Linked DNA regions of Xenopus laevis: region 1 is linked to region 2. A link is a contact called in public Hi-C data. All regions are on one chromosome and are shown on one strand. The core of a region is the stretch at or near the end of the contact, and the rest is flanking DNA. Distances in the headings are between cores, read along the strand shown.

Region 1 (4,360 bases), core at 1,307-3,806, 68 kb after region 2:
GTGTAGCCATGGGGGCAGCCATTCAAGTAAAAAAAAAAGGAGAAAAGGCACATGATACTTCGCAGATAACAGATAAACTAATATAATACAATGGGATTCTACAGAGCGCATCTGTTATCTGCTTCATAACCTGTGCCTTGAATGGCTGCCTTCATGGCTACACAGCAGCCTATTTCTATAATCTATAGCCATATTTTTAAAGCAAACACACCAGCTGTACCAATGCAGGGAAACAATACATGTTTTAATGACTTTCATGTTGTCGTGTTACTGTTCCTTTAAGCTGGCAATACAAAATCCAATAAAATGTGTCAACTCGGGACTCTCTAGAGTCTAGACTAAGCAGCATATTGGCCCATGTACAGGCCCTTTTGACCACCTGCCCGACATAAATTTCTGGCTAAATTGATCCAGATATCGGCAAATTTTAAACTAATAGTGGGCATGCACTAAATTCCAATGCAAAAGTTTAAGGCTGTAAGCTGCTGACTTCAGCCAATTCCAGTAGCTTTTGGGCCCAGTATGGAGCCAACGCAAAGGCCTGACCAGTATTCAGCCATAAAATAACAGATATCAGGCAGGTTAGAAAATCCAGCTGGGATAGGACAACATTGGCCCCAACAAGTCTGCATACACCCCCATTATAATTGGATCAGCCATCCTGGCCACCCGTCTATCCAGAAATGATCCACTCGGTTGGTGAGAGCAGGTCTCTCCATGCCCAGTTTCACAAATATACTTTGCTTTATTTATCTGGAATATTGTTTTCAGGCTCTAATGCAGGAGCCACAGGTAGAACTACAATTCCCAGAAGGCTATGGGGTGACGAGTTCAAGCACAGGTTGAATACTAGATGGGGCAGAACAAAGGAGCAGGAGAGAGAAGTAAAAGGAGACTAAAGTTCAGTAGTTTTAGGCATCGCTGAACTAGGGAATCAGGGGCATGATGCTGGGGGGGCAAGAGTATGGGGGATATTCAATAGGAAACTTGTTTTGTAGAAAACCAACGAGAAACAGGCAACACCCAAGCGTTAAAAATAAAAACAGTATTTTGTTTAGAGATATTTTCAAGCAAAGGAGGCAACACAATTGTAGCAATGGATTGTGCAACAGTCCCACTCCATTAGCCACACACAGTATTCCCACTAGTCGTGTATTGGCAGTGAGCACGAGACGCAGGAGTAGCCATACTGATCACTTTGTTCCCCCTCCCCCGGCTCTAATTAGCTGATCACCTGACATGTTTTATAGCCATTTGTCCCATCACTTGCGACGGCCAGCAGACACTTGCACCCTTACTCCAGCTGCCAAGGTGGCTCTTATGAGTGGAATGAGTGCACAAACAGTTAATTGGGGCCATTTCTAGTCACTCCTGCCTGGGCTAATGCCAACCAGACCCTCATGTGGGAACCAGAAAGCTTACAATCTAATGGTCAGGAACAGACTTCGCTATATCTGTAAAGTAGCCACTCCCCCGTTACCAGCTTGTGACCCCAAATCTGCCACAAGCCCATTCTCCACATTCTCCCCCAAAACTAGTCACCCCCTAAACAGCTTCTGCCCCCCACAAACCCACCAGTCAACCCCCTGAGCAGTTTCTTCCCCCCAAAGTAGCCAATGCCCCTCCCCCAACATCTGCTTCTGTCCCTAAAGCAGCCAGTCCCCCCTCAAACTAAGCAATCACCCCACCAGCTTCTCTCCCAGCCCCCCAGAAAGCAGCCAATAACCCCTTCATCTACATTGTACCCCCAAAGCAATTGCCCCTCAAAAAACAACCAGTCACCTCCCTGACCAGTTTCTTCCCCCCAAAGTAGTCAGTGCCCCCCCAACATCTGCTTCTGTCCCTAAAGCAGCCAGTCCCCCCTCAGCTGTTCCCACAGGCAGCCAGTCCCCCCTCAAACTAAACAATCCCCTCCCCCAGCAGCAGTTTCCCTGTCAGTCACCCACAAAGCAGCCAGTCACCCCCTCAGCTACATCTTCCCCTCCCCCCCAAAGCCCCCTCAGCAGCTTCTCCTCCTCCTCCCCCCACTACTCGATGCCCCGAGCCCCCATCAATCCCTCGTTCAGGCCCTATCCCCGCGGCTCCCCACACTCACCCCTCAACAAGCAGCTCAGGCTGCAGATCAGCAGGCTCCTCAGCAGGGCCCCCATTTCTCTGTGTTACATTCCGTACTGCGCTCGGGGCTCAATGCTCCCCCGTAACCCGACCCCGGCTTCTCCGCTCCGACCCCTCCATGCTGCTTGTAAACCCGCCGCGGCGTCTCTCTTCCTCCTGCTCCAGCCGGGGCTCCCACTCCTGATCCCTAGCAGAGCGATACACAGAGGAGCTGCGTGTCCTTCCGCTTCTTCGCCCAAATAGCGAATATCTAACGTGGAAATGTTCCTATAAAAATCCCTCTGCACAACGTTACATCCGTGACACCACAACACAGTGCGAGAGCTGGGAGCCGGAAGAGAAAAGCTCTGAATTCCTCAGGAACTACATACGCTACACCAACCCCCGCACCTGGAGCAATATCCATCCGCTGCCGGAACTACTAGCATTGGCCTTGCCTCTCTGAGGAGAAGTGGAAGGCTGGGGCCGCAGTAAGTGGGAGGAGACTGGGGACTTGGTGGTTTCATGTGAAGGCAGATTTACTAAAGGCTCCTTATTTCCTGCTACAATTCATCTACAACTGCAATTGTTTTGCTGCGTGGTTTTTTTTCCGAAATAATGAAAACTTTGAAATATGAGGAAATCTCATTCCAAACAGCTTTCAAATGACATGAATTTAGTGATAACCAAACATTGCCGCAAAGCAATCCCACTTTAATTATGTGCAGCAGTCCTGTCCTGCTTTATGGCAGCTGAGATTTCTGTAATGAGTATTCAGTAAGAATCTTTTGTTTAATACATACACACCTAGAGAGAAAGAAAATGAGATATTTGGTTTGATTTTGCAGGTGATTTATTATTCAAATCCAAAATGATTGGACATGATGCATTGATAGAAAATAAAAAATTTTCACACCCGGGAGAGTTTTATGTCAGTTGTCGTTGTTGTTGTTCTTTCCCAATGAAAGGTAATGTCCCACTTTTTATACGTTTCCTGCAGTGACTAATTGCAAGGGGAAAGCTTCCCAGTGAGGCCCAGGTTTGTGTCTGTAAATCAGGGCACATGAGACAATGTTCTTTTATGACTCCCACAGCTTTTGCTTGTCACTCAGTCTCCTTGTAACATATGGGACTGTCACATTGTACTTATTTCTTTCTTTACAGCCAATAACACTGAAATAAATGGCTGTGCTTATTTGTGCCCTGGGTACCCCTGGAACTATAGCAGGATGACACCCCAATGTTTCTATATATCTGTAACCTTGTTATGAGCTAAGGGGGCCCAGTCTGAAGGTCAGTTAGGGGGAGATTTGGGGTAAGTGTTTATTTGTACCCCGGGTACCCCTGGAACTATAGCAGGGTGACACCCCAATGTTTCTATATATCTGTAACCTTGTTATGAGCTAAGGGGGCCCAGTCTGAAGGCCAGTTAGGGGGAGATTTGGGGTGAGTGCTTATTTGTACCCTGGGTACCCCTGGAACTATAGCAGGATGACACCCCAATGTTTCTATATATCTGTAACCTTGTTATGAGCTAAGGGGGCCCAGTCTGAAGGTCAGTTAGGGGGAGATTTGGGGTGAGTACTTATTTGTACCCTGGGTACCCCTGGAACTATAGCAGGGTGACTGTTACCCCAATGTTTCTATATATCTTTAACCTTGTTATGAGCTAAGGGGGCCCAGCCTGAAGGCCAGTTAGGGGGAGATTTGGGGTGAGTGTTTATTTGTGCCCCCCATATTTCTTGAGGCCACAGTGTAGCAAAGGGGAAAGAACATTAGTGACCTGGCTAAAAAAGGATTCTATATTCGTACTTCTCTTCTGTTACTGCTAAAAGGAATGTAAACCCCAAAAACTATTTTTGCCTAATAAAAGACAATCTGATTTTAAACAACTTCCTAATATCCGTTAATTCTTCCTCCTCACTGGGTTTATAGTTAAGTGAATAATAGTGGTTGTTTCTGTTCCCTACTTCTGTCTCTTGAAACAATAGAGCAGTAGTCGGTTCTCCTCCAAGTCTTTTAATCTTCTGGATTCAAGAGTCAGAACCAGCAGTGCTGAAAAACAAATACAGGCAGACAGACACTGCTTTCAGTAGCAGTTATATTTCCAAATAATATATGAGTTTTAATGCATGGATATTGGAAAGTTGCTTAGAATGATATTTTCTATACATTTATTTATTTATATACGATGCAACAAAAATGTTTCTGGTTGAAGTTCCCCTTTAAATAAGTATCTTCCCAAGCAGCATTGGGATAATGAAGC
Region 2 (4,496 bases), core at 243-2,742:
CGGGCGACTAAATCTCCCTGAATCTGAGCGTGTGTCTCTGCCCTTAGGGTACATCTACCCTGCAAAGAATGTAGGCGTAGGAAATTAACTGTATCCTTACTGTAAACACTATAGGGCAATGTTCAACAAATAAATTAGTCATGCTTTATCTAGGGAATACAATATGACAATTCTGTGTATAGCTGGAATACACGCACATAACCAGCACTGTTTGTTTTAAAGGGATTGTGTCGTGATTTTTATGATGTCGTTTTTATTTCTAAATTACACTGCAAATAATTCACTCTACAATATAAAGTTTCATTCCTGAACCAGCAAGTGTATTTAGTTGTAATATTGGTGTGTATTTGCATCTCAGGTCATTTTGCCTGGTCATGTGCTTTCAGAAAGAGCCAGCACTTTAGGATGGAACTGCTTTCTGGCAGGCTGTTGTTTCGCCTACTCAATGTAACAATGTGTCGCAGTGGGACCTGGATTTTACTATTGAGTGCTGTTCTTAGATCTACCAGGCAGCCGTTATCTTGTGTTAGGGAGCTGCTATCTGGTTACCTTCCCATTGTTCTGTTGTTAGGCTGCTGGGAGGGGTGATATCACTCCAACTTGCAGTACAGCAGTAAAGAGTGACTGAAGTTTATCAGCGAAACTGACAATATTTAGCCCAGGAGTGCCCATACTTTAATAATGCGGGGACTACTTTTAGCGATGTTGTGCCATTATGATCTACATCCATAAAAGCATTGTTATCATTCTGTTCCATGGAAAATATTACTAAAATATATTGATTTATGAGATCATTTTTATTGCTATATTTAACGACAGTCTACTGATCACCAGCTAAAGGTCTACTGGTAGATCCGGATCTACCTTTTGGGCACCCTTGGTCTAGCCCCATGTCAGATTTCAATATTAAATATAAATAAAAAAATCAGTTTGCTCTTTTAAGAAATGGATTTCAGTGCAGAATTCTGCTGGAGCAGCACTATTAACTGATGTGTTTTGGGGGAAAAAACATGGTTTCCCATGACTGTATCCCTTTAAGGAAAGAATATTGAACATAAAATTCTGGTGTGTTTTTTGCTTTTACCTTATGCCCTAGGTATTATAATAGGCAGAATCTAATCCCTTCCAAATAAACTCGGTCTACCACAAGCACGAATATTCTGTTGCACAAACAATGGCTCTCAGTTAGTGCCCTGACCTCTAGTAACCTACAAGTAAAACAGAGGGAATGTGGCTGAGAGTAAGGAGCCGGCCAGTTACAACTAAAGCCTCGGGCAGTGGAAGCAGCCAACAAGACAGAGTATCGCGGGGGTTGTGTAACTTTCAGCTGGTTTTGTAGGTTATCAAGTCGCATAGCAGCAAACTAAAAAAAAACAACTGCTGTGTTCACAAATCAGCTTGTTCCTGAAGTGTAAACATTTGACAAAAATCAATGTTAAATAAATTAAACTTTCAAGTTTTTTTCCCTCCCACATTAACAGGTTGCTACTATAGCCTACTATGCAGCAAAGCTCAAGATTTCTGAATTAAACTCTCGGCATACATTAATGGCCCTCGCCTTTAAGTTATATATTCTCTTTGAAAACACTTCTGGGAACTAGGCACAGCTGCTGCTGAGTGAACCTTAAAAATAAGTGAATATAAAATTGATGAGGGGCTATTCTAATAAAATTTGCAATGTACATTCATTTTTTTTTTTTTAATTCCAAGATATTAAAGGATACATGTACTGTTAATTTGAATGAATTTTGTTACAACAGCGCCACCTGCTGGTCATTTTCCCACCAGTCTGACCAGCAAGTAGTCAAGGAAGTTGTCAGAAGAAAGAAAGAGGCTGCTCTGATGTTCTTCTGCTTAGAAAAAAAAATTAAAACCCTTTCTCAAACCTTTCCTAAGCAGAAGAACATCAGAGCGCCTCTTTCTTTCTCCTGACAACTTTGACTACTTGGTGGTCAGACTGGTTGAAAAATGACCAGCAGGTGGTGCTGTTGTAACAAAATTTGTTGACTTTAATAGTACATTAATCTTGGAATTAAAAAAAAAAAAAAAATGAATGTACAGTGCAAATGTTCTTAGAATAACCCCTCATCAATTTTATATTTACTTATTTTTAAGGACTATCTCATAAAGATAGCATTGTTATAGTTTAAGCAGCAGTCTTGCCCTGCTTTATGGCCGAGATTCTAGCGATATGATCCACAACACCACAGAATTATTCTAAATTAAAGGAAGCACTTACCCCCACAGGACAGCTCATCCTCCTGGAGAAGGACAAGGTGCAGTGGGCAAGAACAGCGGGTGGTTCCATCTCCTTTCACAATGCAGATGTGGGAGCAGCCACCATTATCCTGAGAACAAGGGTGTTCCTCTTTAAAACAGAAATTGGAAGAGAACAATGAGGAGAAAAGGTCACGCTTCCATATTTACATTTTAACAAACACAGGTATGGGACCCGTTATCCAGAATGCTCGGGACCTGGGGGTTTCCAGATAATGGATCTTTTCGTAATTTGGATCTCCATGCCTTAAGTCTACTAGAAAATCATGTAAATGTTAAATAAACCCCAATAGGCTGGTTTTGCTTCCAATACGGATTAATTATATCTTAGTTGGGATCAAGTACAAGCTACTGTTTTTTTTGTCAACTTAAATTTTCAATCATTCTTCACTTTTCCCATATGATTGTTTACAATAACATCGTAACGCACAACACATGAATGCATGGTACTGTACATTGCTTTACAAGGGAAAAGATACAATAAAGGAAAGGGAAAAAAAAGAAGCGAAAAGAAAAAGAAAGAAATAAGGAGAAAGCAAGTAATAAACAAAATCAATCCACTGTGTGTACGAGGTATATCATTCAGTCAGTCACAACTTTTACCTTAACTGCAAACTATTACCATAGGCCCCAGATATCAGATCAACATATTCTCTAATAAAATGAACTCTGCCCATTGCCCTGTTCCAACTCATAGGAGTATAAAAGTCTCTCTATTAAGAATCCATGTGTCCCATATCTCTGTATATTTCTCCAGCTGGTTATCAATTTGGTATTTCAAACGCTCAGCATGTATGAACTCTATCTTTTCCAAAACTTTAGGGAAAGAGAGGCAAGGTGATTTCCACTGTGCCGCAATATGAATCCTTGCTGCCATACAGATAGGTTGTGTCAAAATCTTGTGCCGACTGATTCATGCCTTCAAGCTTATGTCCAAGGAGCATGACTTCCGGACATGGATCAATAGGGGTATAGAAGAGTTTAGATAATACCCGAGATATTCTTTGCCATAGGGTTTGTGTCGTAGGACAGCTCAACCAGGTATGCCAATACCGTCCCTTTAGTTGAACAGTTCCTAAAGCATTGAGGTGAGACAGTTGGATATATACAATGAAGTCGCTCTGGAACATAGTATGCTCTGTGAAAGAGTTTAAGCGAGGTTTGTCACTATGGTGACATTATAGCTCCCTTTGAAAATTCTCAAGTAGCTTTTGAGCCACCTGCAATATTTAATCTTTGATCGCCTCATGTTGTAGTTTTAGGACTATGTCCCTAGGTGTATCTTTAGTGCGAGGCCTGGCTAACGCCCTATGTATTCTCACCATCTACATTCTCTCAGGCGGTGCCTCTGGGAGTAATGTAGTAAAGAGATTCATCGTGAATTGCTCTAGATCCATCCCAGTCTCTGGGACCCTGCGTAAGTGAATGTTAGCACTTAGGTATCTGTTTTCAAGGTCTTTAATCTTTTCCTCCATTGCCGCTATCTGTTCCTTTTGGAATTCTATAGCGTCGCTGTCAGCATGTATAGCCGCTACAAGCGCCTCTGTGCGGTCCTCCAAGGCACTCGTCCGATTGCCCAATTCTTGGATTTGTTTAGTAAAATCCGTGACCGCAGCTGCAAGCTCTGTCCGGAACATAGTCTGTATAGTATTTAAAATTTCTGAAACCTCGGAGGACGGTCCCTGTTGTTCTGATTGGGATTTCGTCAGCTCCACGTCTTTTGAGGCCTGCAAAGATGGTGGAGGCATGCCTGGGCTCGTTTGCTGAAAAAACGTATGCGTGCTCAGCTCTACCCCTCTTCTCTTGGTCGCCTGCTGTGGCATAGTGATATCAGTCACCCCTAATAGGTTAGACTTGGAAACTTTTATAGCTTCGGTTGCCAAATTAAGCGGGCAGGGATACGGAGCTCACATCAGGTCTTCTTCTGATGGCACCGTGCATGTGCCCCCACAAGCTACTGTTTTATAATTACACAGAAAAAGGAAATTATTAAAAAATTGGATTATTTGGATAAAATGGAGACTATGGGAGGTGGCCTATCTGTAATGTGGATAATAGGTTTCCAGAAAAAGGATCTCATATCTGTAATACTAATATCAGCACTGCGCAATATGTTGGCTATCTAAAAATACATGTTAATAATAATAATAATTTGCAATAGGTGCTTGTAACTTAACTTCAAAACATATCTATATCGTAAAGCAGGAAGACTGCATAGT

Evidence for each region. A called contact is a pair of places that touch in the nucleus more often than the background predicts.
Region 1: a Hi-C map of animal cap shows a contact between it and region 2, with 6 times the contacts expected there. A contact is called at or near these places in 3 of 4 Hi-C or Micro-C datasets (the XL177 cell line, the XTC cell line and animal cap).

The regions. Positions count from the first base shown.
Region 1 is chr3L:7,319,390-7,323,749 of Xenopus_laevis_v10.1, forward strand. lrp6.L (low-density lipoprotein receptor-related protein 6) reads right to left here and starts at 2,557. Exons shown (of 23, transcript XM_018240885.2): 1 at 2,096-2,557. The coding sequence starts at 2,150.
Region 2 is chr3L:7,252,554-7,257,049 of Xenopus_laevis_v10.1, forward strand. lrp6.L (low-density lipoprotein receptor-related protein 6) reads right to left here. Exons shown (of 23, transcript XM_018240885.2): 17 at 2,240-2,368. Among protein-coding and RNA genes, the nearest start is that of LOC121401755, 16 kb to the left of the region's middle.